Regions from separate parts of the Mus musculus genome. Here region 2 is linked to region 1. The links are chromatin contacts, called in public Hi-C maps. All regions are on one chromosome and are shown on one strand. Each heading gives the region's core, a stretch centred on a gene start, on an enhancer-like site or on the middle of the called end of the contact. The rest is flanking DNA. Distances are from core to core; before and after follow the strand shown. Region 1 has its middle 66 kb from the start of Gm46323. Region 2 overlaps Gm38407 (predicted gene, 38407).

The links. Hi-C and Micro-C count contacts between places; a contact is called where the count stands out from the background.
Region 2: a Hi-C map of uterus shows a contact between it and region 1, with 5 times the contacts expected there. The contact joins two enhancer-like sites.

The regions. Positions count from the first base shown.
Region 1 is chr12:9,433,970-9,440,428 of GRCm38.p6, reverse strand. No RefSeq gene overlaps it. Among named protein-coding and RNA genes, the nearest start is that of Gm46323, 66 kb to the right of the region's middle. Within about 2 kb of position 1,493, at least 20 of the 459 cell types and tissues checked have an H3K27ac peak or open chromatin away from gene starts, as enhancers often do. A contact at or near this core is called in uterus, where this site is marked.
Region 2 is chr12:10,511,156-10,517,866 of GRCm38.p6, reverse strand. Gm38407 (predicted gene, 38407) reads right to left here. Exons shown (of 12, transcript NR_110487.1): 10 at 4,865-4,973; 11 at 3,088-3,255. Among named protein-coding and RNA genes, the nearest start is that of Gm38407, 68 kb to the right of the region's middle. Within about 2 kb of position 3,411, at least 49 of the 459 cell types and tissues checked have an H3K27ac peak or open chromatin away from gene starts, as enhancers often do. A contact at or near this core is called in uterus, where this site is marked.

The sequences.
Region 1 (6,459 bases), core at 244-2,743:
ATACAGATTAAAGTCCTCGTATAGTATGTGCTTTATCCTCTACAGCCCTGATGTACCCAAAGCCTCGTGGTGTCACATATCACACAGAACATATTGGATTTCATTTGGTAAAGCCCTGGACCACCACTGACAGTCTTTTGGTCTTTGTTTCCATGTTTAGCAGGTCAGTGGCCCATCATTAATATGCTTTTTTTTCATCAGTCACTATATCACAACTACTTGCTCCCCACTCCTGCTCAATTCTATCTGACACTCTTGCTGAGCATGTTCTTCCTAGGATCTTATGCCAGGGTCTCCCTTTGGAGACCACCAGGCTCCTTGTTCTCCTGCCTTTCCACAAGTCCTTACACATTGTGGAGACCTGCTTGTACTATCTCCTAGTTAAAACTCTATCATCAGGCCCCTCTCTCCTGTAGAACAAGAAATGCTACATATATATCTTCCCACTAACTCCCTCAAGCATACATCCCCTGGAGCCTCTATACTTTGACTAAGAATTCCTCACTGTTTTGTTAAATGCCCCATTTTCTCACACTGCATACTTTAATGTCCATCTTTGGCAAGTTCAGCTCCAATTGCACTCTTCCTCTAAAAAACCTTTGCAGATAAGCTCCAGCCTTGTTTCTCTAATTTTATCCATAACAACAGAGCCTTGAACCCCCACTTACCTCGTTTCTCTGTGTCTGCTTGTACTACTGCCTCCCTCTTGTAGCAGACAGCACCATTTCCTAGTGCTCTCTGTATCCCTAATACAACTCTCAATAGAAATGGGATGGTTGGGGTAGCTACTTTGTTTATTTTCCTAACAACAAGCTTTGGAAGATGCCTAAAAATATCAAGAGTAAGGAAGCTTAGAGAGAGAGAGAGAGAGAGAGAGAGAGGAAATGTACATGGTAATGGATTAGATGAGTGTCTATAGGTTGGGAAGGAGGAGGGAAAGGTGATGGACTCTGCTTTGAACACAGAAAATGTGCCCTTGGCATCCACTGCAATCAGGATGTGATTTTAAAGCTGCAAGAGCTCTTGATTAGAATGGAATAAAAAATGAAATTGTCCTTCCTTTGCAGATCCCAGGCCTAACACACCCACCCATCTCTTGAAAACTTCCTCCGAGATGACGCTGACTTTCTTTAGACCTGTCTCTTATCCAAATAATTCCTAGGACAATAATTCACATTGGTCACATCTTCAGCTCCTTTATCTCTCTGCATGTGTGTGAGCTAGGAGAGAAGGAAACAGAAAGTGATTTGCAACCTGGCACAGGAAGGAGAGGACTGTCAAGGAGACCAGATATTGTTTTTGTTATTACTGCCTCGCTTTTAAGCGGGATCTGTTTATTGTTATTGTCCTGCCCTCTTCACTGATGCTCCATCCATTTCCTCATTGCAAGTGTGAAAGGAAACCTGGCAAAAGTCACCCTCCCTAGAGCTCCGAATCAGTCATGGAATCATCCCGAGGTTCAGCAAGACATCTGTTAGGCATTTGGAGCTCCTGTCCGCCCTGCCTTCAGGGATGTCAAAGCAAGCAGGCTCCTTTCTCCTGGAAGGCTGTAAAACACACAGAGATAAGAAACTGGAGCAAAGTGCTAGTGACGCCCTGCTTAAAAGAGCAAGTGCTAGACCCTGGAGGATGCAAGTCTCAGAAGGGGAAACTGGCAGACAGGCAGCTTACATAGACAGACCTTACACTTACACTGAACTCAGACAAAAGACAGCCAACGAGTAAATAACATGTCAGCTGCGGAAACTAGTTACGTGATACAACTGACTACTTCTCTACACAGGAAACTGGTAGATGCTCCTGTGAAGAGTTTTGGATTGTGTGTGTGAGTTTTTAAAAAGCCATGCTACACTGAAGAGCCTTCTTGGACACACTGACTATTTCTAGTGATAGGTGTCGAGTAGGGATTCCAACAGATTGGCAGAAATGTTTTGTTTTCTCCCTACAATTCAAAAGTTTACCAAGGAGAAAAATCGACACCAGAGAGGAAGGAGAAATGAAAAGAAAGAAGAGACAGAAGCTACTAAATAAAGGTTGTGGTATGAAATATCTATAGACACAAGTTTCAAAGAGAAACAAGAAAACTGGGCCAAAGAAAGAGAAAATTTTAAATAATAAGTTTTAACTGACTCCATGATAAAAGAAATCCTTGAAGCAAAGCCACAACTGTTGCATCAAAATGGTTGCAACTCCCAGTTCTCACTGGGAAGTTCAAAAGCAAAGTAAATGAGCAAACCTTGACTGGGAACAAGATTTGAATCATCAGAACAAAATGCAAAGCTGTGGGGTCTGAGAAAAGACGGCATAAGTAGAGGACAGGAGAGAGAGAGAGAGAGGGAGAGAGAGAGAGAGAGAGAGAGAGAGAGAGAGAGAGAGAGAGAGAGAGAACAGGAGGGGGAGCAAAGGAAAGCCAGACCAAGAGTTGGATGCCTGCTTCATAAAGTATTAATAACTTGCAAAGGGTTATTTGTCATTGCTGACTTTAAAAATTTATTACTCTATATTAACAAGAGACCAGAATGTCCAAAGTCATTGGCTTGGAGTGTTTTTAAAATGTGTCTTCATGTAGGGGACAGTGACCCAAGTTGACAGGCAGTCTCGTTGTGAAATGGGAGAGCAGGGACTCTAAATCTGCCTGTTCCCACACTGGCTGTTGTGATAATGGCCAGAGAGCACCTCTGGGGCTCAGGGAGACTTTGAAGTCCAGGAAAGTTTTGGATAGCAAAGTAGGAGTGGCTGTGGACGAGAGGATGAGAATTTATTGTGGGGACCTTTGGGGAGGTTTGTATAGAAGCCTTAAATTAACTTTTAATGCATAGGAAATTCTGAGCTGTCACCCACTGTCTTAACTTGATTGCTTTCGTGTTTGCTGAGTGCTTTTCATATCACCACAGACCAACTTCTGATTTGCAATTTTATTAAAACAACACGGGGGGAATTGAATGCCTCCAGCTTTAGTATAAGGGGTCAGGAGGCAGGAACATGGGTACCATTAGATCACTACTCCATATATGGCTAAGGGAAAGATGCATGGGGAGTCTCGGGAATGTTATAGATCTCCTAGAATGTGTGCCCTTAAGGAGGGGATGTTTTCAGAGTTGCCACCTTCCCATCGGCCCTCTTCTCTTCCACTCTGAGGCTACTATAAACTTATGGTCCTATGATTTCTACCTGTATTTACACTATGCTACCAGCTACATTCCATATGCCCCATCCACTGGCCTTCCCTTCCACTGAACTGAACCTCTCTCCACTTGGCATCATTCTAGTTCTTCAGAACCCTGGATCTTTCCTGACCCCTCTCCCAGATGCTATCAGGTGCCTCCTACCTGGATCCCCGTCATCCCCTCCAAGGTCCTTCTCTTAGCTCAGTCATCTTCTCAAATCATCTGCTCTCTCTTCCAGCAGAGTACCAATTTCTTGAAGTTGACTTTCCAGCTTCACAACACCTGGCACTCATAATCCTTGTTGAATTAACAAATCCATTCACACCGGACACACAAATTACTACATTTGACACAGGGACACAATCATAAGAATAAGAAGAAAGAAGGCTCTAGCCGTCTGGAAGCATCTCTTGCAGCATCTGACAATCATTAAACTAATAATTACACAGATATGATGACAAATGTCACTGCCCCTCTGAATAAGGCAGGCTTGAGTTGAACTTTGGAAATTTTTCTAGAATGTCTAGAAATTAGTGATGCATACTGAGAGGAGGAAACATGCACAGTAGTCCTGAGACAGGAGTAGGGTGTGTGTAAAAAACAACTAAATCCCAAGACTGGAGTAAAGTGGCAGAAGATAGTATATGAGTCTAGGGAGATGGGAGGAGAAATATATGCTTTCATATCCCTCCTCATTACCTTCTAATCCCCACAGTTAAAATTCCTTCTTGTATATTTTTAAGAAATCCGACAATGCACAAAATTTCCACATTATTTTCAACAGGAGCATAGTGGGCTACATCATGAGAATTTATTCATTCATTCATTCATTCATTCATTCATTCATGGCAGGCTGAATGTTACTTTTATTGGCTTGGTTTTAGTTTTGCTACCACACAAAGTACAATAATGGTTTTCCTGAACCACAATGTTATGGTCTTGCAAAGATGTCAGCAATTAACTAGAGAACAGCAAATTCACTTGGGTAGAAACAGCATTAGACATGCATGAGGAATAAGCTGATGTGCATTTTTAAATGATTTATTTATTTTATGTGTCTAAGTATCTGGTCTGCATGTATGTAAATGCACCACATGTACATGCCTGGTGTCTGCAAAAGTCAAAAGAGAACATCAGATCCTTGGTACTGGAGTCATGAGCTATGTAGCACCTATGTAGGTGCTGTGATTTGAACCTGTACCATCTATGAAAGCATCAAATCCCATTAAGCACTGAGCTATGCTTTTATCCCTTAGTTAATGTGATGCTTTTTGGAGGGACAAATTAGTAACATTTAAGGTTTAAGAATAAGGAGAGATTCAATTCAATCCCCATCAAAATTCCAACTCAATTCTTCAACGAATTAGAAAGGACAATCGGCAAATTCATCTGGAATAACAAAAAACCTAGGATAGCAAAAACTCTTCTCAAGGATAAAAGAACCTCTGGTGGAATCACCATGCTTGACCTAAATTGTACCAGAGCAATTGTGATAAAAACTGCATGGTACTGCATGCGACAGACAAGTAGACCAATGGAACAGAATTGAAGACCTAGAAATGAACCCACACACCTATGGTCACTTGATCTTTGACGAGGGAGCAAAAACCATCCACTGGAAAAAAAGACAGCATTTTCAACAAATGGTACTGGCACAACTGGTGGTTAGCATGTAGAAGAATGCAAATTGATCCATTCCTATCTCCTTGTACTAAGGTCAAATCTAAGTGGATTAAGGAACTCCACATAAAACCAGAGACACTGAAACTTATAGAGGAGAAAGTGTGGAAAAGACTCGAAGATACGGGTACAGGAGAAAAGTTCCTGAATAGAACAACAATGGCTTGGGCAGTAAGATCGAGAATCGATAAATGGGACCTCATAAAGTTGCAAAGCTTCTGCAAGGCAAAAAACACCGTCAACAAGACAAAAAGACCACCAACAGATTGGAAAAGGACCTTTACCAATCCTAAATCAGATAGGGGACTAATATCCAATATATATAAAGAACTCAAGAAGGTGGGCTCCAGAAAATCAAATAACCCTATTAAAAATGGGGCTCAGAGCTGAACAAAGAATTCTCACCTGAGGAATACCGAATGGCAGAGAAGCACCTGAAAAAATGTTCAACATCCTTAATTATCAGGGAAATGCAAATCAAGACAACCCTGAGATTCCACCTCACACCAGTCAGAATGGCTAAGATCAAAAACTCAGGTGACAGCAGATGCTGGTGAGGATGTGGGGAAAGAGGAACACTCCTCCATTGTTGGTGGGATTGCAAGCTTGTACAACCACTCTGGAAATCAGTCTGGCGGTTCCTTAGAAAATTGGATATAGTAATACCAGAGGATCCCGCAATACCTCTCCTGGGCATATATACAGAAGATGTCCCAACCGGTAAGAAGGACACATGCTCCACTATGTTCATAGCAGCCTTATTTATAATAGCCAGAAGCTGGAAAGAACCCAGATGCCCCTCAACAGAGGAATGGATACAGAAAATGTGGTACATTTACACAATGGCGTACTACTCAGCTATTAAAACGAATGAATTTATGAAATTCCTAGGCAAATGGATGGACCTGGAGGGCATCATCCTGAGTGAGGTAACCCAATCACAAAGGAACTCACACAATATGTGCTCACTTATAAGTGGATATTAGCCCAGAAACTTAGGATACCCAAGATATAAGATACAATTTGCTAAATGCATGAAACTCAAGAAGAACGAAGACCAAAGTGTGGACACTTTGCCCCTTAGAATTGGGAAGGAAACACCCATGGAAGGAGTTACAGAGACAAAGTTTGGAGCTGTGATGAAAGGATGGACCATCTAGAGACTGCCATATCTGGGGATCCATCCCATAATCAGCTTCCAAACGCTGACACCATTGCACACACTAGCAAGATTTTGCTGAAAGGACCCAGATAGAGATGTCTCTTGTGAGACTATGCCGGAACCTAGCAAACACAGAAGTGGATGCTCACAGTCAGCTATTGGATGGATCACAAGGCCCCCAATGGAGGAGCTAGAGAAAGTACCCAAGGAGCTAAAGGGATCTGCAACCCTATAGGTGGAACAACATTATGAGTTAACCAGTACCCCTGAGCTCTCGACTCTAGCTGCATATGTATCAAAAGATGGCCTAGTCGGCCATCACTGGAAAGAGAGGCCCATTGGACTTGCAAACTTTATATGCCCCAATACAGGGGAATGCCAGGGCCAAAAAGTGGGAGTGGGTGGGTAGGGGAGTGGGGGGGAAGGGTATGGGGGACTTTTGGGATAGCA
Region 2 (6,711 bases), core at 2,162-4,661, 1.1 Mb before region 1:
ACAGTGACACACTTCCTCCAACAAGGTCACACCTATTCCAAGAAGGCCATACCTCCTAATAATGTCACTCCCTATAGCCAAACATTCAAACACATTAGTGTATGGGGGTCATTCCTATTAAAACCATCACATCCCAGAATCCATTGCAGCCTTCTGATGAAGGCCAAATCCTCTCTGGGGTGCTCTCAAGGCTGAGTACAACTAGGTTCGACTCTCCTTGGTGCTGTTACTACAGAGCTCCTGCTAAACTCATCCAGTCCTCCAAAGGTTCACTGGAACCTGTTGCTTATCCTATATATGCTGTCTTTCTCTTTCCTCTTCTAACTCCATTTTCAGCTTTCAGATACACAGCTCATTCACAAACTCTGGTTTTTACTTCTTCCCTTTATTTTACCCCACACCTTTTATACATTAAACTCCATTGATTCTGAAACCTAAGACATAATCGTTCAGTTATATCTCTCTTTTTAACTCTTCAAAACACACTGTTTTAATTGTGTTTCTGTAACATATGTGAAATAATTTTGAATAATAGAATCAGTTTGCAAGAGTTTAATAGTGTCATGAACAGATGGATTCTATCTTTGACACAGGGTAGAATTTAAAATGGTATAAAATATTAAAAGTAAAAATATACTCATAAATGAATGAAAAAAATTGGAGGGTACTCAGATATATTTTAAAAAGCTGTGTGTTTTTTACAATGAAGTAATAGAAATTATTTTTTAAAATATACTACATCTCATAGGAGGATTCTGCTTAGACTGTTTTGGTCCCACACCTACTTTAGCAGTTGGCTTTCACATAGATCATGTGCCCAACTCCATAGTAATAGAATGAGACAGTGGGATATCCATGTGGAGCTCTACTAAAATCCTGTTCAGAGTTAAAGATCACGATGGTGACAGAACTCATGTGAAACTATATTACTACAAGCTGAGAAAATGTCCATATTAGCAAGAGACAAGACACTCATTGGTGATACTATTTATAAATTATTAAAATGTTCTTATTTTATTTTTAAAGCTTCAGACATAAAATGGGCTGCCAATCAACACTTTTGAATAAAATTGTATAAATTACGAGAGAGAGAGATCCCAGGTCTATGACTAAATATATTTTCTGAAAAAATACTACATATTCTTAGTAAATATTCTTTTGACATGACTCAGATTTCAAGACCATCTAGGACAGTGGTTCTCAACTTTTCTAATGCTGTACCCCTTTAATACAGATCTTCATGTAGTGGTGACCCCCCAATCATAAAATTATTTTCATTTCTACGTCGTAACTTAATTCTGCTACTATTATGAATCAAAATGTGAACACTGTGTTTTCTGATGGTCTTAAGCAACCCCCATGTAAAGGTCCTTTAACCCTCACAAAGGGTTGGCAATCAATAAATTGAAATTGCCAATGTAGGGCAAAGGAAAGAATGGTGAAGAAAGGGAAAAGAATCTTTCATTTATACATTTATTGTTGTGGTTGTTTGAAGAGATATGACCCCCATAGACTCATTCATCTGTTTCAATGAATGGCCCACAGGGAGTAGAAAGCACTATTAGGAGATGTGGTCTTGTTGAAATAGGTATAGCCTTGTTGGAGGAAGTGTGGTCACTGTGGTTGTGGTCTTTGAGGTCTCCTATGCTCAAGTTACACCCACTGTGGCACAGTTTCCTTCTCTTGTGTGTGGAACAAGATGTAGAACTCTCAGCTCCTGCTCCAGGATTATGTCATGCTTCCTGCCATGACAATAGTGGACTTAACCTCTGAAAGTGTAACCCAGCTTAATTAAATGTTTTCCTTTATAAGAGTTGCTATGGTCATAGTGTTTCACCACAGCAATAAAAGTCAAACTAAGATACTATCTATATGACTATCTATCATTCACATAATTTTTATCTACTTTTCTATTGTATATTGAAATAGCCATGGTAACCAAACTCTATGGATACATAAAACTTCGAATTGAATGAGTTGAGCATTTAAGAACTCTACTGACATTTCTTAATCCAACAAAAGACTAATTGAGATATTTAATGGTTAAATTACTTGAATAAACAGTGTGAACTAGGAACGAGTAGAGCCTATGGGAAGATATTGTGTGGTAGTGGACCAGATGGCAGTGACCTGTTAGAGCAGAGTAATGACCTATAAATCTCACTTTGGGTGTCAGCAGGAGAGGGGACAGCTCCTGGAGAAAAGGATAGGGCAATAGCCCCTGAGATGACCACATGTTGTATTCCAGGATTCCATGTCAGAAACTCATAAGCTTGGTTACTTCAAGAGAATACTTTCACATGGGTTATCAGTGAACAAAAACTTGACAATCTGTTGAGAAAAGGGATTCTGTTTTGCTGCAGAGTCAAGAAGACTGATAAATCAGATAGTGAACACTGGGTCTTGCAGAACACTAAGTCTCTCAAGTCCTCTGATTTTTCAAAGGTCAAAGACTTGGTGGTTGCTTTGTCTCTGTTGCTTTGGATTTCTCTGAAGTCCCCACCAGACTCAGATCCCAGACTCTCCTCTTCTTGCTCATACACAGGCTTTCCATTCATATTCCATCTCAATGAACAGGTTCCCCACTCTACCTCGAAACTCCCTTGCTACTATAATGACTTTCATCTTAGCTCTCCAGACTTGAAATTCTAAGTCATCCAAAAGACTGAACCCTTTCTGTCTCCAAGTATCTTCCTAATGAAAATACTATTTCCTCCATATCTTACTAAAATCAATGACTAGTCATTAAAAGTTCTCTGAGTAATAACATATCAGAAAATGATATGGTCCTAGGTTCCTAGCCTCCAAAGTAGCTTGCATTCTAGTGAAGATAAGCAGAGATACGTGTGAGTCAAGACAGAAAATTCAGACGGAAGACCAGATAACTCCCTCTAGATAGCTAAAGGAAACTGTCATGAAGGCCATGACATTGACTTGAGACAATAAATGACAGGTGAGGTTTTAATACCCAGGAGAATGGGGAATGAACTCCCATGTGCAAAAGCTGCATGCATATGAAACCACACATACAACAGCAGGCTGTTGACACAGAAACATGCCTTATACTAGCAGCTCACTCAGAGTTACCTTGTTTTAGATTAGTGGTCACTGCTGGTTGCATGTACATCTAATCGCAATTTTTCTCTCCAGTTGCTACACAGAGCAGTAAGCTGACGCCCTCCTGCATTAGCTAGAGTAGAGACAGAGCCCTGGCAGGTGTTCCGTGAGTCTGATCTGTGAAGGGCTATTGAGAACCTGCAGAAGAAAGCAGGAATGATTTCATCGGACAAGCATGTGACTGCACTAAGCAATCTGTTTTTGTAGGATGAGGTCCCAGACTAAGAAGGGATGGGCCACTATGTGGTACAAACCCACGGGGAACAGGCTTGCAGCTGCCCCATGTCTCTAGTAATCCACTGACGTAGATAGAGCGAACTCCACTCTCCAGCTTACTCATAAACTGTGGCCGTGAAACCCAGGCTCTGTGGGTAAAGGCACCACAATTTCGTTGGGACTACTGCCAGCTACATGGTAACTGGGTCAGGCAAGTCCCAGCCTTTGCTAAAACATTTAAAATGAATAGAGCCGATTACGTTCCCCACCCCTACCCCCACCCCAGTTTTCCTTCAATAGAATCGTGGATTCACTTTCAGAATTTCTAAGCTGTGTACATTTTGAAAGTGGATTTGGAGAAACTTACGGTTTTGAGTAAATAATTGGGAAGTCCGTTGCCTGAAGTTCTTTATTTTGGTTGCAAATTAATCCAGTGGTCAGAGAAATAAATCTTTACTGCTTTACACCATGTTTTCCCAACAGTTGATGTTCATGCTAAAAACATTCTTTGTAATAAAATTGTGCTAAGTGGTTGTACAAACAAATGGGCCAATGGAGCTGTATCAGGCTCCTATAGTTTTAAAGCCTTCCCTTCGTTGCAAATGCCACGACACCCATTCTGAGATCAGGTCCAGCTCCTGTTCTGAGATCCTGTGATCTGCGACCCCCCCCCCCAACACCCTCCATGTTGTTTGTGTTGCTAGGGAGTAGGGATACTGTATTCTTTGTTGTCTACTCTGACCAGACTGGTATTTGCTTTGTTGCCGCCAAAGAATTATGTTTCTGTCAGCCCGGTTTCCTTGGCTTTGGCAAATCCTGGTTATATTTCCCAATTACAAAGCCATGACTCATCTTGTAGCATCTCCTGATTTAAAATTAGCCCGACAGATTGGATTTGTTAAACTGAAAATGGCAGGGAAGGATGGGCCATCCTTCATGATGACAATCCCTGTTATTGGTGGAGCCTCAAGAAACTTGTAAAAAAATGCAGAGATTGTACAAGAAGAGTTTTAACTCATTAGGAACTTTGACTGTTTAGTCTGAGCAGGATAAATAATCATATTTTGTAAAATCCCGAGGCCTGGTTATCCCGTTTATGAAAACAGTTTTGAACTAAGCCATAATAGCAAACTAGTCATTAATATGAGACTTGAATTAAAAAGGTGCAATTTAATTTTCATATGGCATATTCAACACAAATGAGAGGATCCCCTAGCCGTGGCCAGGACCCAGACAAATGCAATTTCTGTCCTTTGATCTTTGTGGCCAAAAAGAAATGAAGAGAGACGAGATAATTTCACCTCAGCTTTTCATTGTTCTAAAAAAATAATTAAAAAGACAACACTTGTTGTTTGTTCTCATATTTATAATCAGATGGCTCTCCCATTTCAAGAAGACAGATGCAATTCCCCTTGCACTTGCAAGGGAAAAGCAATCAAATTTTTGCGAAACTGAGAGCGCTGACAAAGTCCTTCCTTCTGGTCTGCAAATGATTGCTTCATTTTTTTTTCCCCACTCAAAACAGACTTACCCTCTGGCATATCGTCTTACTCTTTATCTCATGAAGGCTACCATCTGAAATATCACACATGCATGTCACTTTCTTCACCAGGTTTGAAGAATGTTTCTTTCAAGAATTCCTGTGTGGTGTAGCAATCAGATAGGGCAATAATTGTTATCAATACCGTTGTACTGGAGCAAAAGTGAGGATACTCATTAGACGATGAGAAGATATGACTATAATCCACCTGGGATGTTTTTGGTAAAAGAGATTCTTCCTTGATTAGATCCTGACTCTACTCTCTTAGGGGAGGTCCTTAGTGTTTATTTTGTTTGGCCTCTGGATCTGTTGTCTGAGTGAGTCTTCATTTTTATACGTCATGTTTGGGTACTCCATTGCTTTCTGAGACACTGCCCCACTATTTCTGCACTTAAACCAGTTGGTTCTTTCCTAAGCTTAATGCTTTCACATAGCACTTTGCCAAGTGTGGAAACTGTCAACACCTTCATGCCTCACACTGAGTCTTAGAACCAGAATTTCATTAAATCCATAGTCTTTTTCTCCTCTCTGAGTGGTTGTTTTATCAGTGACTCCTTCCTTACCTCCAACCTTGGCATTGTCAGGAACCTCTCTCAAACAGTTTTTCACATGTGAACAAATGATACTTGTGTGTCTTTTGGGGAATGACACCAAATTTTGCTACCACATTTTATACCATAGGCTGGTTATGGTGCCATGACAAATTAACTCTATAATCTTAGCTTAACACACCAAATACTTGTTCATTATAATTTCTATTAGTTATTAATCATTAAATATTGTATATACCATGTTATCCAAGACCTCATTGACTTAGTTTCTCCAGGATCATGTGGAAATAATGAATTAGGCACTTGGTATATTTCAGAAATTGATTAATTTTAACATATAGTAAAGTTGCTAAGTAACTCATTCTAAAACATGTAGCCAAAATTGAACAAAATTTTTTCCTAAATTCAAAGCTCATGTCTTCTATATTTTCATTCATTGTTCTAAGGTGTTAAATTTGTGGTCTTCTCTTGAGAGCATTGTACTTTAAAGCAATACTTACAGAGTGTTGCATGCATACAAATCACCTAAAAATCTTTTATTTAATTTAGTTTAAAATTATTTTAAATTTATTTACTTTTCAAGTGTTATACTCTTACCCTGTTTCCCCCTCCTGGAAACCTCCTTCCCATTCCCCTTCTCCCTGCTTCTATGAAGGTATTCCTCCACCCACCTACCCACTCTTACCTCCCTGCCTTCCCACATTCCCCTACACTGGGGCATCTATCAAGTCTTCATAGGACCAAGGACCTCTCCTCCCATTGATGCCTGATAAGACCATCCTCTGCTACATATGCAGCTGGAGCCATATGTACTCCTTGGTTGGTAGCTTACTCCCTGGGAGCTCTGGGGTTCTGGTTGGTTGATATTGTTGTTCTTCCTATGGAGTTACAAACCCCTTCAGTTCCTTAAGTCCTTTCTCTAACTCTTTCATTGAGGTCTCCACATTCAGTGCAATGTTGGCTGCCAACATCCAACTCTGTATTTGTAAGGATCTGGCAGGGCCTCTCAGGAGACAGCTACCTCTGGCTCCTTTTGGCAAGCATTTCTTAGCATCCACAATAGTGTTAGAATCTAGTGACCATTATCTGGGATGGATTGCCAAGTGGATGGCAGTTTCTGCTCTGGCACTTGGTCTCCATATTTACTCCTGTGTGTATTTTGTTCCCCTTTATAAGAATGATCAAAGAACTTACACTTTGGTCTTCCTTCTTCTTGAGCTTCATGTGGTCTGTGAAGTGTATCTTAGGTATTCCAAGCTTCGGGGCTAATATCCACTCATCAGTGAG